Linked DNA regions of Ovis aries: region 1 is linked to region 2. The links are chromatin contacts, called in public Hi-C maps. All regions are on one chromosome and are shown on one strand. The core of a region is the stretch at or near the end of the contact, and the rest is flanking DNA. Distances in the headings are between cores, read along the strand shown.

The links. Hi-C and Micro-C count contacts between places; a contact is called where the count stands out from the background.
Region 1: a Hi-C map of tail adipose tissue shows a contact between it and region 2, with 1.7 times the contacts expected there. The contact joins the promoter of CD44 here to the enhancer-like site in region 2. A contact is called at or near these places in 2 of 16 Hi-C or Micro-C datasets (blood and tail adipose tissue).

Annotation. Positions count from the first base shown.
Region 1 is chr15:64,452,893-64,459,665 of ARS-UI_Ramb_v3.0, forward strand. It overlaps CD44 (CD44 molecule (Indian blood group)), which reads left to right and starts at 4,891. Exons shown (of 11, transcript XM_060399518.1): 1 at 4,891-5,083. The coding sequence starts at 5,017.
Region 2 is chr15:64,325,352-64,331,335 of ARS-UI_Ramb_v3.0, forward strand. It overlaps LOC132657831 (a long non-coding RNA gene), which reads left to right. Exons shown (of 2, transcript XR_009596541.1): 1 at 1-3,553. Among named protein-coding and RNA genes, the nearest start is that of TRNAC-ACA, 50 kb to the right of the region's middle. Within about 2 kb of position 4,375, at least 19 of the 54 cell types and tissues checked have an H3K27ac peak or open chromatin away from gene starts, as enhancers often do. A contact at or near this core is called in tail adipose tissue, where this site is marked.

The DNA of each region.
Region 1 (6,773 bases), core at 3,641-6,140, 130 kb after region 2:
GTCCATTAATGAAGACCCCTTAAAGACTTTCCAGAGATGTTTAACTAACAATCCGCATGATGTGGAGAGAAGGTGAAGAGGTAAGAATTTTAGTTACTCCATACTTAAAAGGGATATAATTATATTTCTTTTAAATAATTGTGCAATATACATTCTCACTTGCCTTCCTCCTGATTAGGCTACTACATGAGGTCACATACCATTCATTCAAATCTCATCTTTGACAGTTACTTTCTAAGTTAGTTTCTATCCAGCTAAGGGATTTGGTCCAATAGCACACTATTTTAATTTCCAAAGGCATGTGTAAACCTCATTTTGCAACTGACATGGACCTACCTAGACTCCAGAGGCACCCTGTCCCCTTCATTTTCAGGATGCATTGGCTACTTCGGTTGCCATACTTTGAAAGCCTTAGTAATCCTAAAGGCTCCGCTCCATAGTCACACTTGGTTAACTCAAGACCAATTAGTCATGATTGCATCCCAAATGACCAGTATCCTGGGACTTCACTAGTAATTCTTTCACAAGAGCTTTTTCACTGCTGCTCATGGGAATGTGTGGAATTCACACTGGGAGGGTGATCTAAGAATGGATTTATTTTTTGAGTGAAAGCTGAACCAGAATGGCACTTTTTCTTTACTTTGCCAAATTACTCCATCTCTGGGAGAAAAGAACTGAATGTTATCCCTTTAAAAGAGCCCAGTGGCCTGCTATGTTCATAATCCTCAAATCCCATGATTTAGTTTCCATCTCCCAGCCTTACTCTCCACATAGGCCTGCTAACATTTGGTTTAGATCTGACTTTTCTTTGCTCAAGAACACCACGATTTATTATTAGTCAGTAATAATAGCCAGCGGGCCCCAACATTTTAGGAAGAAAAATAAACAAAGTCTAGTCTGCGAGGGAACTATGCTCCAGCTGTCCTGGGTCTGCTGAAAGTGGTCATCCAGAATGACACTGCTGCCTGCCTATGTCTCAAAAGTGTCAGGTTGTTTAAATGCTTCTACCTATTGGATCACGTGATTCCTGAAGTCACCATGTAAAGTGTGCTGGGAGGGAAAAGAACGATAGTATTTTTGCATTTATGTCGTGTTTATTTACTGAGTGCAGTACGAACACTAGAGACAGCAATTACCAGGCATTGGAACTGAGTTAGTACTGAGACCCAAGGCAGACATGGTCCTCTCTCTAGATAGCTTAGAGGCTGGTAGGTCATAGTTTCACCATGAGGCAGGGATTCCAGGAAAGAGTCCTGCTGCCTTATTTCACTTACTACTCATAACTGTGATAAAATTCTTATTAACGTCAACGGGATGAGAATTTGTGTTATTTGTGGACAGGATGACCAAAACTCCCGGAGGTTAAGAGACCCAAATAAAGTCACCGACTGATAAGCGGGAGAGCTGAGGCTCAGACTTGGGGTTTCCTCATCCAAGGCTGCTGATTCCATCCTGGATTCTTCCCAAATAGTGTAATCTCACGTCAACCCAGATCAATTCAAGCTCTCTTTTTTACTTTCCCATGTCTCATAGTTTGGCTTAGAAAAGTATCCCCTGCAATAGACATTGACCACCTAAAAATAGCAATTTTGTAGATACAAGCTTTACAGAGGCTCAGAGAAGAGCAGGGAAAGTCCTGGTGAGGCCAGTGGTGTGGGCAGAGTAAAGGAGAGGTGTCGGGGGTGGAAAGGGAGTGGGGTTTGCTCTGAGAGGTGATCCAGGAATTCCCAAGGGGTGGCCCTGACTCAGTAAGTCACCAGGGCAGTTTGAAATGAGTCATTTGCGGCATGGGGGCAAACAACCTCAGTCCAGCACTGAATTGTCGGGAAGCAGGCTAGCAAAAGATCTCCCCTGGGAGAAGAATCCTAACTATGATGCCCGAGAATTTGCATGCCCCTCTACAGTTTGTAAAACACTTTCATACACGTTTCTTCCTTTGCTGATTGTTTACTGCACAAGTGCAAAGGGGACCAAGGTTCAAGATGACCCAATATAGTGGTTTTTAATATTTGCGTGAAGTCAAATTCTTTGTCAAAATGAAATCTCATTCAGCAGTCTAGTGTATAACATTGATGCCAGAGGGAGCTCTGTGGCTGGGATGGGGACTCTAGTGGGGGAGGCATGCTGCTGCTGCTGCTAAGTCGCTTCAGTCGTGTCCAACTCTGTGCGACCCCAAAGATGGCAGCCCACCAGGCTCCTCTATCCTGGGGATTCTCCAGGCAAGAATACTGGAGTGGGTTGCCATTTCCTTCTCCCATGGGGGAGGCATAGCCCACACCTAAGCCTTTGCTTTGATCCCTGTGTATGTTTCTGAGGAGTCTCCAAGGAAATACCTAGTTCCATGCATGGAACAGAAAGACAAACATTGTTTCCAGTCTTTCTAGTGACTACAAATATCCATTCCACTTTCCCCCTCTTCTCCAAAACAAAACAAACAAGAAAAAAAGCTGAAAACCCTGGAAGTGACACAAAACAGCCACGGTCATTCCTTGTCCAGTGTTCTCTCCACGAAACTCACCAGGGCTGGTTTCTCACGTGATCAGAGCCTGAAGATCTGCCTGGAAGCCAGTTTGCCCCCAGTTGCTGAAGGAAAGTGTCCTCTTGGTCACAGATGGCTCGGCCAAGTCAGCTACTATTGTAGCGTTTATCAGCATACCTGTTGGTCAAGTGGGGCTCTTTGTTTCAGACGGGCCACCCCTTTGGACGTGGAATGTCAGCCACTGAGCAGCTGGGGAACAGTAAGTCCAGCGATCTTTCAGCTCCAAATACTCTCCCTGAAAATGCAAGAGGAACAGCCCCTAGTCAAGCAGGCTCTTCCCAACTCAAAACTCACACTGAACTACATAGCATTTGTTCTAAATGTTTGTCTCCCTGCAAGTTCATATGTTGAAATCTTAACTTCCAGTGTGAGGCTATTAGGAGGTGGGGCTTTTGAGAGGTAGTTTAGGTCATGTGAGTGGAGCTCCCGTGAATGGGATTAGTGCCTTTATAAGCAGATGCACACAAGAGAGCTTGTCCTCTCTCTCGCCCTCCATCCCCTTCTCTCCCTCTTGTGAGGACAGGACAGGACAGAGAAGATGACTCTCTGCAAACCAGAAGAGTGTTCTCACCAGAACCGGACCATACTGGCACCCTGATCGTGGACTTCTCAGCTTCCAGAACTGTGAGAAATAAATCGGTCATTTAAGCCACCCAGTCTATAGTACTTTGTTATGGCAGCCTGAACTAAAGCAGTAGGGATGGCTGCACAATTTCATGACTGCATGAAAAGCTACCTAATGGCTAAAATGTTAAATTTTCTATTAGGTGTATTTTAGTACAACAACAGCAACAGCAAAGTAAACTTTCATTGACTTCCTGTTTCTTAGGGATCAAGCTCAAACTTCCTAGTATAATTTACAAACTGGCCCCTGCTTACCCCCTAGCCTCATATCTTGCTGTCCTCCTTCAATCTTTTTATCTGATCAAATGTTCCAATTGCTCTCCAAAATAAAAAAGTGGTTACTTTGCTTTAAAAATGCTGGCAAGGCTCTTTCAGGGTCTCTTCACAGTTTCTGGTATCAGATTCAGTAGTCCAAGTTAGCAATAAATGCTGCACTTGCTTTTCAAATATTGTATCACAATGTTACAGATAGATATGGAATTATAGTGCAAAGTATGATTTTTTCAAACTCAAAATGAGGAATATGACAATCTCCTCCCTTTTCTGAGATTTGCTGAGTAGAATAGATTAGGATAGAAAGTGGATTAATATTCATGTAGATAGGAATATAAACGGGACCAAGAAAGAAGGGATCGATGTGTGGGTGGGTGAGAGGAGGGGTAAAATGATGAATGGATATGTAGATGATGGATGGATGGATGGATAGATAATGTGTGAGTACATGTATGAACAGATATGTGGGTATGGATGGATGGAGGGGAGAATAGTATATAGATGGATGTGGCTTTACAAAGAGATGTGAAAAGATTAATAGATGGATGAGAAGTTGTATGGGAGGGTGGTTGGAAGAAGATGTGGTTGATGGATGGGTAGACAGAATGGCTGGACAGGAGGCTGGGTGCATGTCAGTGCATACCGATGGACAGGAGGGTAAATAGATGTGTGAGCCCTGGAGAGACACAAGATAAAATGGGTAGATAGAGGAACCCGTGGGTGTTTGGGAGGATGAGTGAGAGTGTGAGTAAGCCAAGGAGGAATGGATAGACGGAACCAGGTGCCAGCCTGGGACCGGAAGATGATGTACAGGTCAGTAGAGCCAAATACCAGCCCCGTGGCTGGCTACCATTAGCTTTCCCTGAGCAGTCCTGCTAAGAATCAAAAGTCCACCCGAAGCGTGTTAATGAACTCCCTTCTCTTTCAAGGGAAGGTCGACGAGCTCTTCCTCCCTTCCCTGGAAGAATCGCAAGCTCCCGACCATGCGCAGGGGAAAACCACACTTCCACGGTCCCAGCCCCTCTCCCAGAATATCCAGCTGCCTGTGAAACCCACAGAGAAGAGTTCCCCAGCCTGAGTCAAAAGAGAAACTTCGCGGAGGGGAGAGGCCAGAGGCTGAACCCAAAGGGGCGAGGTTTCAGGACTCAGTTATTCCCTCCTGCGTCCAGAGGCTGCGCTCCCAGCCGCCAGGAGAGAAAAGTCGGTGCGTCCTGGGTGCACGGGGACCCCCTCGGCCCTCCGGGGTGCGCGCCCAGACACCCCGCTTTATTATCTCGGGGGAGAACGGGGCGGGGGCGGAGGGGCCAGGGCTAAGGAGAGCTGGTACGTCTTTAAACTTCTGCGGGCTGCTTAGTCACAGCCCCCTCGCTTGGGTGTGTCCTCCCTCGCTCCCTCCCTCTTAGGTCACTCTCAACCCTCGAATAAAAACTGCACCCAACTTCCGAGGCGCCCTCATTGCCAGCCGGACCCCAGCCTCCGACAGGTTCGGGCGCCCTGCTTGCCCCGTGCTTCGCCGGCCCCCGCCCAGCGCCCGGCCCCTCCGGCTCCACTCCGCTCGCTCGGTCGGTCGCTCCGACGCCATGGACACGTTTTGGTGGCGCGCAGCTTGGGGACTCTGCCTCGTGCAGCTGAGCCTGGCGCAGATCGGTGAGTGCCCGCCCGGACGGGAGGGAGTGGCCCGGACCCAGCCGGGCGGGCTCCGTTGGCCCTGGCGGGGTCGGGGTCAAGTGGGCGGCGAGCGGCTGGGATTTGGCGAAGGAGGACCGGGCGAGGATTTGCGCTAAGCTCTTGGAGAGCCTGTCGTTGGGAAGCACCGTTTTGTGGAACGGCAAAAAGAAAGGGCGCAGAAAAGTTTGCTGGGCAGCAGGCTGTTGGCGCGCGGTTTGGGGTGGGGTGGTTGGAGCCGGTGGAGCACAAGGAACTGTACTCCTGGGTGCGCGCAGCCTGTCTGGACTAACACACTCCTGTGCCCAAGGGCACTTCAAGCCAGGCTGCGCAGGGCAGGGACAGGGGCTGGGGTAGGGACAGGGGTGCTAGCGAGGTGGCCATAGAGGTGGGCACTGTTGCCCTCTGTGAGGGTTGGTGGCAACAAGCTTCCCAGAATGGGGTCCCGCGTTCCTGTGGCTCTCCCATTTCACCTAGGTTCCAAAGCTCTTACAGTTGGCTCCAGTCACGAACAATCTTAACGCTTGTGGGAACTTGAACCTTCTCTGTGGCAAGGTTCTGGGTCGCCACGAGGTGCCAGCCTGGGGCAGGGAGTGTGAGTAGGATAGGCAGTGACTCGGCCAGCTGCTCCATCCTGGCAACCTCCTGCAGGCTGCCAATCAGTTAGGGGAAATCCAGACAGTCATGTGGCTCCCAGTGGGTGCCTGGCAGCCTCGGAGCAGGACAGAGAAGCAGGCTCCTGGGTGGCATCAGGGATCCCGGCGCCTGTATCCCATCCCCACAGGGTCCGTTCTTCTCAGGGGCTGTCGAGGGGGTGGCTGCGTGTGAGGTATTCTGGCAAGGCTGAACTCCAAGCATTCCTTTTCTTTGTCTTTATATGTGCAGATAATTACATGGCTGATTTGCTTATCGCTAGCAAAATTAATTTTTCTTTTAAGAAGTGCCAGCTGGGTCATTAAGACAGCTCAACCTATGGTTAATTCTACTCAGCAAGTGTTTATTAAACCCAGCTCTGGGGGTACCAGGAAAGTAAGAGACACAGTCCTACCGGGGTACTTTAGACTGAGAGGATAAGTGAGGGTCTAGGATTTAGATTCCTGAATCAGAAAAGTAATAATTAATAATAATAATTAACAGTAATCATAATGGCAGCACCAGCCACCATTTATTATACATTTGGGCTGGGCCAGGCACTGTGCTAAATTCTTTACACGCGTTATCTCGTTTTACCCTCAACAATGGCCCACTGAGAAGTGTCCTGTCGTTAGCCCCGTTTTGCAGGAGGGCAGCAAACCGAAGCTCAGAGAGCTTAAGTGACTTGTCTGTGTTCACACAGTCAGAAGACTGCTGGTTCTGTGAACCAAGCTTCTTTGCCTGTTGCTTGGTTAGCACTGGTTAAGCTGCATGTATGATATGGACAAACAGCAGCGTGATATGGACAAACTCAGAAAGGATTTTATGAAGGAGGTGGTGGACCAGAGGCTTTAGAGGAGGCTTTCAAAGGGGAACTGGAGCTCCAGGGATCTCTTGAAAGGCAGAGAGACTTGGGATGGGAGAGAGCAGGGAAAGATTTCAGGGAGAGCTGTGAGCCTGGCCTCAGGGAAGAGGAACCAGGCTGGTGTCTCTCTCTGTCTCTCTCTGTCTCTCTCTGTCTCTCTCTCTCTCTCTCTCT
Region 2 (5,984 bases), core at 3,125-5,624:
ATGACCTTTCTTATTTGCCATATTGTGAGCTTCCTAAAAGCAGACCATGTTTGTCCAACTCTTATCTCCCGCACCCAGCAAAAATGCCTTACACATAGTAATTCTTCAGCTAGTGGTTGAATGAATGAATGACCTGTTGCATGCCTGGGAATTAAAATGAATGAATACGAAGAGAGGAAAGAAAGAAAAAAGATTGTCTCTGAGCTCAACTCTTAAAGAATTCTAACACCATCCTGTGACCTGTGTGAGTGACCCTCGCCTGTGATTAATGCGGGGTGGCGGTCTGACAACATGTGACTCAAGTATTCCTAGGAATATAAAGCCTTGAGAGAGGGCAAACATACCAGTCAGGAAGAGCTTGAAATAAAAATTATCGTTAAACAAACACTGAGGGAGAGCTGTCTTTGGTAAGAAATAATGCCATAAGAATGCCTCAGGATTCAGAACAAATAAATCTAGATAAAGAAGAGATTGTATCAAAAGGAAACCTATTTTATTAAATGGAAAGGTAAGAAGGGTGATTCATAGCTCTCCTGGGTTAACAAAGTCCAGTAGGTAAATCAATGACATGGTAGTAAAGAATCTACAGCTGCTTAATACAGTGTGCTTTTAGCTCGGGGGAAGAGAGGTGTTTCATTCAGCTTGACAGCATGTATGCCACACAGCCATTTGGTTGATAAGGTCAAAAAAAGTATCAATATACTTTCCAAGTTGATGGTAGTACATATCAATGACCACTTAACAGCCTAAAGCTGCATAAAACAGCATAATTGTGTTGGTTTCCCCCAAAAGGTCATGTGTAACTGGTGGATGTGCTGTGTTACATAAGGACAGCTGCAACCAGAGTTATATGTCGTTCCCAGCCCAGCCCCACCCTGCTCCAAAAGGATTAATGATGGAAAAAACCTGAAGGGCACAGAACCAAACAACATTCATTTTAATGAAACTGTTCTGTAGTCATTAAGCATTGAAAGAGGCTGAATTCAGGATCTCGGGCCGTAGTGCTTTATAGAAATCAAGATAGTATTATAAATTCTCATCAGTATCATTCTGCAGTGAATTGGCAAGAGCTTTCCTGGTAGAGAGTCTTGTAGGGTTTGGGGTTCTTACTGTCCCTGTTTTTAAAAATGGTCAAGCATGTTGCCTTTTCCTCTGCAAAGATCGTGCTGGACTGGTGTTGGGCTCAGTGAAAGGCACTTGCTTTTGAGGAACCTATAGCTGGGAGTCCAGAACAGGGCAGTCAGAACCTCAGTGGCTTTGTTTGAAAGACCGCTAGAGGCAGCTTATTTGTCTAAACTAGTCTTGAAAGTGGCTCTCTTTGGTCTGGCCTCTTGTGTTCCCTCATCTGATATCATTTGACTATTTCAATGCAGGTGGCAAAGAGATCCCAAGCTGATCGATGTATTTTTTTTTTAATGATTTTGCCAGGATCATCCCAATTTATACCATTGTCATGAAGTGCTTATTTGTCTATGGTGATGTGTACACTAAATAGAAAATCTGGCAGGTGGTAGGTAGAGAGAGCAGGCACTGGCTACCTTTCCTCTTGGCTCTTTGTTCATGCTGTTGACTTTCAGGTAAACCGTCATCTTCACACTTCTTCTCTCACCTAAGCATGTGAAGAGGAGGTTGAGACCTCTGATCTGCCTGTTACCCTGTATCCATGGTAGTTCCAAGCACTTACCTTAGAGCCAGACTGCCTGAGTCCCTATCCCAACTCCACCACTGCTGTGTGACACAGGGCAAACTGCTCAACCTCTCTAACTTGTTCCCATCTGAAAAACCCAAGGTCATAATTATACCTTCCTCACAGGGCGCTGGAGAGGATTAAATGTGAAGTACTTGAGTGTTAGGTACTGTTATTTTTAGGCCCATTTGCCATGCAGATTCTCAGATCTTCCCCCTTGCAATTCCAAACATAGAATTTATAGCCGAAAGAGGTAGGGCTGGTTGTTGCCCTTTTTTAATAAAGGAGAAAACTTAAATCCAAAGAAAAGACAGAACTTTTCCCAAAGTCACATGGCTGTTAGGGATAGAGGGAGGTCAAGCATTTGAGCTCTGCCAACTGAGGCATCTTTTTGTGGTCCATGGTTTGTGGACAGTGAGAGGATCAGATTTCCATATAGCAAGCTGGCTGTTTCTCAGATGAACTAGTCTTTTCTGCTTAGGCTTTCTGAATGGGCATAAAGGGGATGACTTTATAGTTTTAAGAATATAATGCCTGAGTCAGTGTGCAAACTCAGGAGGAGACACAGGATTTCAGAGGATGAAATTACAAATAGCCAGGAGCCAGAATGCCCCTACTTAGAGGGCCCTGGGACTCTGGTGGGAGGTGATGACTTTACGGTGACCAAGGGGGGCTGCACAGGAGGAGGGGGAAGTGGATTTGCAAGCCAGGACTTAGAAAAGAGACCTGTGGTTTATAAACCTATTCAGTTGGGCAGCCAGGCAGTAAAATGGGCATCTTTTATTATATAATCCTCTCTCACACAGTACCAACATAATATTCTCACCATCCCTCCCCCAAGATCCTAACTGTCCTTATCAACCAGACAGAGTAGGGACCCTCTTGACTGCCTCTTCTGCCTCCTCCCCTCATTGGCTCCTTCTTGATCACCCTTAACATCCATTTCATTGTGACTGAACCTCAGTCTAAAGATCAGGATGAAGCAGTGTGAACTGCCATGATAGGAAAGAAAGAAAAGTCACCCTTTGGATAACACTAGTCCACAGGCTTAAGTTGCCATGGTTACAAAGGTTATACTTCTGTGTAGGGGGAGGAGGGGGAGGGGGGCAGCTGTCAACTTTGCTGGTCAAGTGGTCTCCCAGAGCCAGGGACCCAGGGTCACCCCAGGACGAGGAGGAGAGCTCCTCTCCAAGTCTGCAAAGCACACGCTTGCTTTATTTCTTCCTATTTAAAAATGTTTATTTATTTAAAACAGACTTTTGGACTCAGTGGGAGAAGGAGAGGGTGGGATGATTTGAGTGAATAGCACTGAAACATATACATTACCGTATGTAAAATAGATGCCCAGTGCGAGTTTGCTGTGTGATGCAGGACACCCAAAGCCAGAGCTCTGTGACAATGTGGAGAGATCGGGTGGGGAGGGAGGTGGGCACATGTATGCCTATGGCCGGTTCATACTGATGTATGGCAAAAACCATCACAATATTGTAAAGTAGTTATTTTTGTTGCATCAAGATAAATTCTTCCGTCACCTGAAGGGTGAGGATAACTTCCTATTTATCTCTTGGGTTCTCAGGAACTGGCAGTTACCACATGTTGTCAGTTAATTTACTTAATTGAATCTTTATGCCTCCCTGAGCTCTGCAGGTTGGAAAGTAAGTGTAGTGTTTTCTTCTAGGACTGCGCCTGCTGACCTTTGAAATAGCTGAGGGTGGCCCTGGTGTTGACTTCCGGCAAGAGGCATGGACCTCCTTCCCTCAGCGGTCTGGCCACCTCCAGTAGACCTGTCTCCCCTTTTGCTTCTAACTAGGATGTTGCAGTTAATGCTGGTGTGAAAATGATTAGCCTGAGAAAGCCCAGCAGGATGTGAGTAAATTAAAGAGTTGGGTTTTTTCCCCTGGGTTTTTAAGCAAAGGGAACCTACAAAACTAAATTAAAAGTACCAACGTTAATGACTATAGGGGCAAGTCCAGAGCCGAGATAGCATTTTTGCTCTAAGTAATCCACAAAGGGAATTTCCTCCCTTTAGAAAAAAAAAAGCAAGCAAACTATTAGAAACTACTGTTTCACCATTCTCTCTGCCTATTTTTCCACTTTCTTCTGGGGTAAAGTGGAAAGGGGGTGGGGACTCTTGGAAGCTAACCAGGGAGAATACTGTCATTGGGTTAGATGGTTCAGAAAATTTATGATTAGATACTCAAAGCCTTTATTAAAGGGGAAGCAACTCGCTGCAATTGATATGGGTCAAAGGACTTGAATACACGGCCAAAGTGATACAGTAAGGATGAGGGAATATACTACTATGTTACTAAAAAGTCTGGAGACCCCAATTTCTTAGAGGGAGAGGGCCAAGCTTTGGAGTTGCCTGCCTCAAGCATTAGAAATTCTGCTGACTCTTGTCCAGAGCTATAGAACTGGCTGTCTCAGCAGCCCAAAGTCTAGGTCCCTGTTTGTTGAAAGAGGTCAGCCAGCATTCTGACCCTACTCAGGTTCCTGATTACTTTGAATTAGGTGGCCTGGAAAGCCCCAGAGATTTCACATCTGATATCTGGAAGTCAGTTGAAAGAGAAGCTTAGCAACCCGATCCCCAGAGACAGCATAAAAGTCGGCACCTTCTAGCAGCGGGTTCCGGCTCTCTGGAGTTTGTGTGTCTGCATAAGGCCAGCCCCATGGGGAGTCATGCACTTCCATGTGGGGCAGGGCACACGGCATCATCTGACGCTGAGCAGCATAGTTTCTGAGATTTGCCTGCCCGAGAGAGACGCTACTTCCTTTATTGTTGTTGCTTTGAAACAGTTTTCTTTTATTTTGCTCTCGCCATGGAGACTGTAATAAATAAAGAGAAGCGTGATTTCTTAATGGTCTCCATCTTCAGATGTACTTTTCTGCCCGATTACCTCAGAGCATGCAGCTCATGGGAATAAAAGAGGGGGGGAGGAAAGGTGAGCTTTGGCAGGAATAGGCAACACATTCAGGGCTGGAAACCAGTGTACTCTCAGGCCAGGTTCTGACATTTGGTGTGTTTTTGTTTGCAGAAGGATATGATGTATGCATTATGCAATTAGAAGCAATTTCTTTTTGAAAATTGAGTTAAATCCAATTTTTTGTATGTTTTGGCTATCCTAAAGAGGGGTTGGTTTTCAATTACTTCAGTGTGGTGTCTCACAGACTCATTCTAGTGGAATCCAGTTAGATGGTCCGAACACTTTCCTTCCAGAGATTGGCATGTGTTTTGATTTACACTGTGCCTGGATGGACTGTACATACCCTTCATTCCTATGGAGGACGTAAGTTGCAACAGAAAACTTGGGATAGCAAGCATCCTTGCTAAGCTATTGAAGGAAAAAAATATATAGAAGGATTTTTCTGATTAATTTCCAAATCTAATACTGCCTTTCAGATTCTAGGTACCATTTCAAGTAGTTAACCCAGTGCGATTCTCAATTCTGGGTCTACAACAGCCTCACTTGAATGGAACGTTAATCCCATTCATCTTATTCTCCCCACCCCATCACTCCCAGAGAGTCCAGTGTGTCTTGGGTGGGGACCTTGGGATGGATAACAGGTGCCTTTGAGCCTCAGCCACGGTTGAGAAACTGAGTTTAAAAATGTAGTTTTTTTTTTTTTTAAGGGTAATTTGTTTTAATGACAAATAATAAAGAAACCTAAGGATACAAAAAGGAGATGCTTATAGAAACAACCAAATGTAAAGCAATTGCCCTTCAGTTAAAAAAGAAAATAAATGTTAAAAAAGACAACTAAATAATGTCCATGATCATAAGGCACCTTGCTTTTATAATCTGCTGCCTTATCTCATGGGCTAATTTGGCTTTACATCAAAGTAAGTGCTATAAAACTATAAAATTTGATTTTGTTATTGAAATCAAAACCATGGGAAAAAGCCACCTCCAACTATTACAGGAAAAGAGTGCCATTTCACTGGGCTATATCTGGCTTTACATACCAAGGTGATATGTATTAGTCTGCAGGTAAGGAATTGTTAATTATCTGGATAGTGGTTGGCTCGTTCCTGGTAAATATAGTCTCAGTTGGATATGGACGCAAGCTTTATAAGGATTGTTCGGTATGTATACAACAGATAAGCTGATAACAACCACTTAACCATGTGCTGCGTACTCTTCTAATGCTTTATTTATATCACCTTCCAACATCTCTACAAGGAGGTATTGTTATTCCTGTTTTACAAGTGAGAAACTACGTACAGACATTTGTCCACATTCACTCGGCTAGTTGACAGGAGTTTGGAACTCAGATCTGTACGGCCCCCAAACTATGC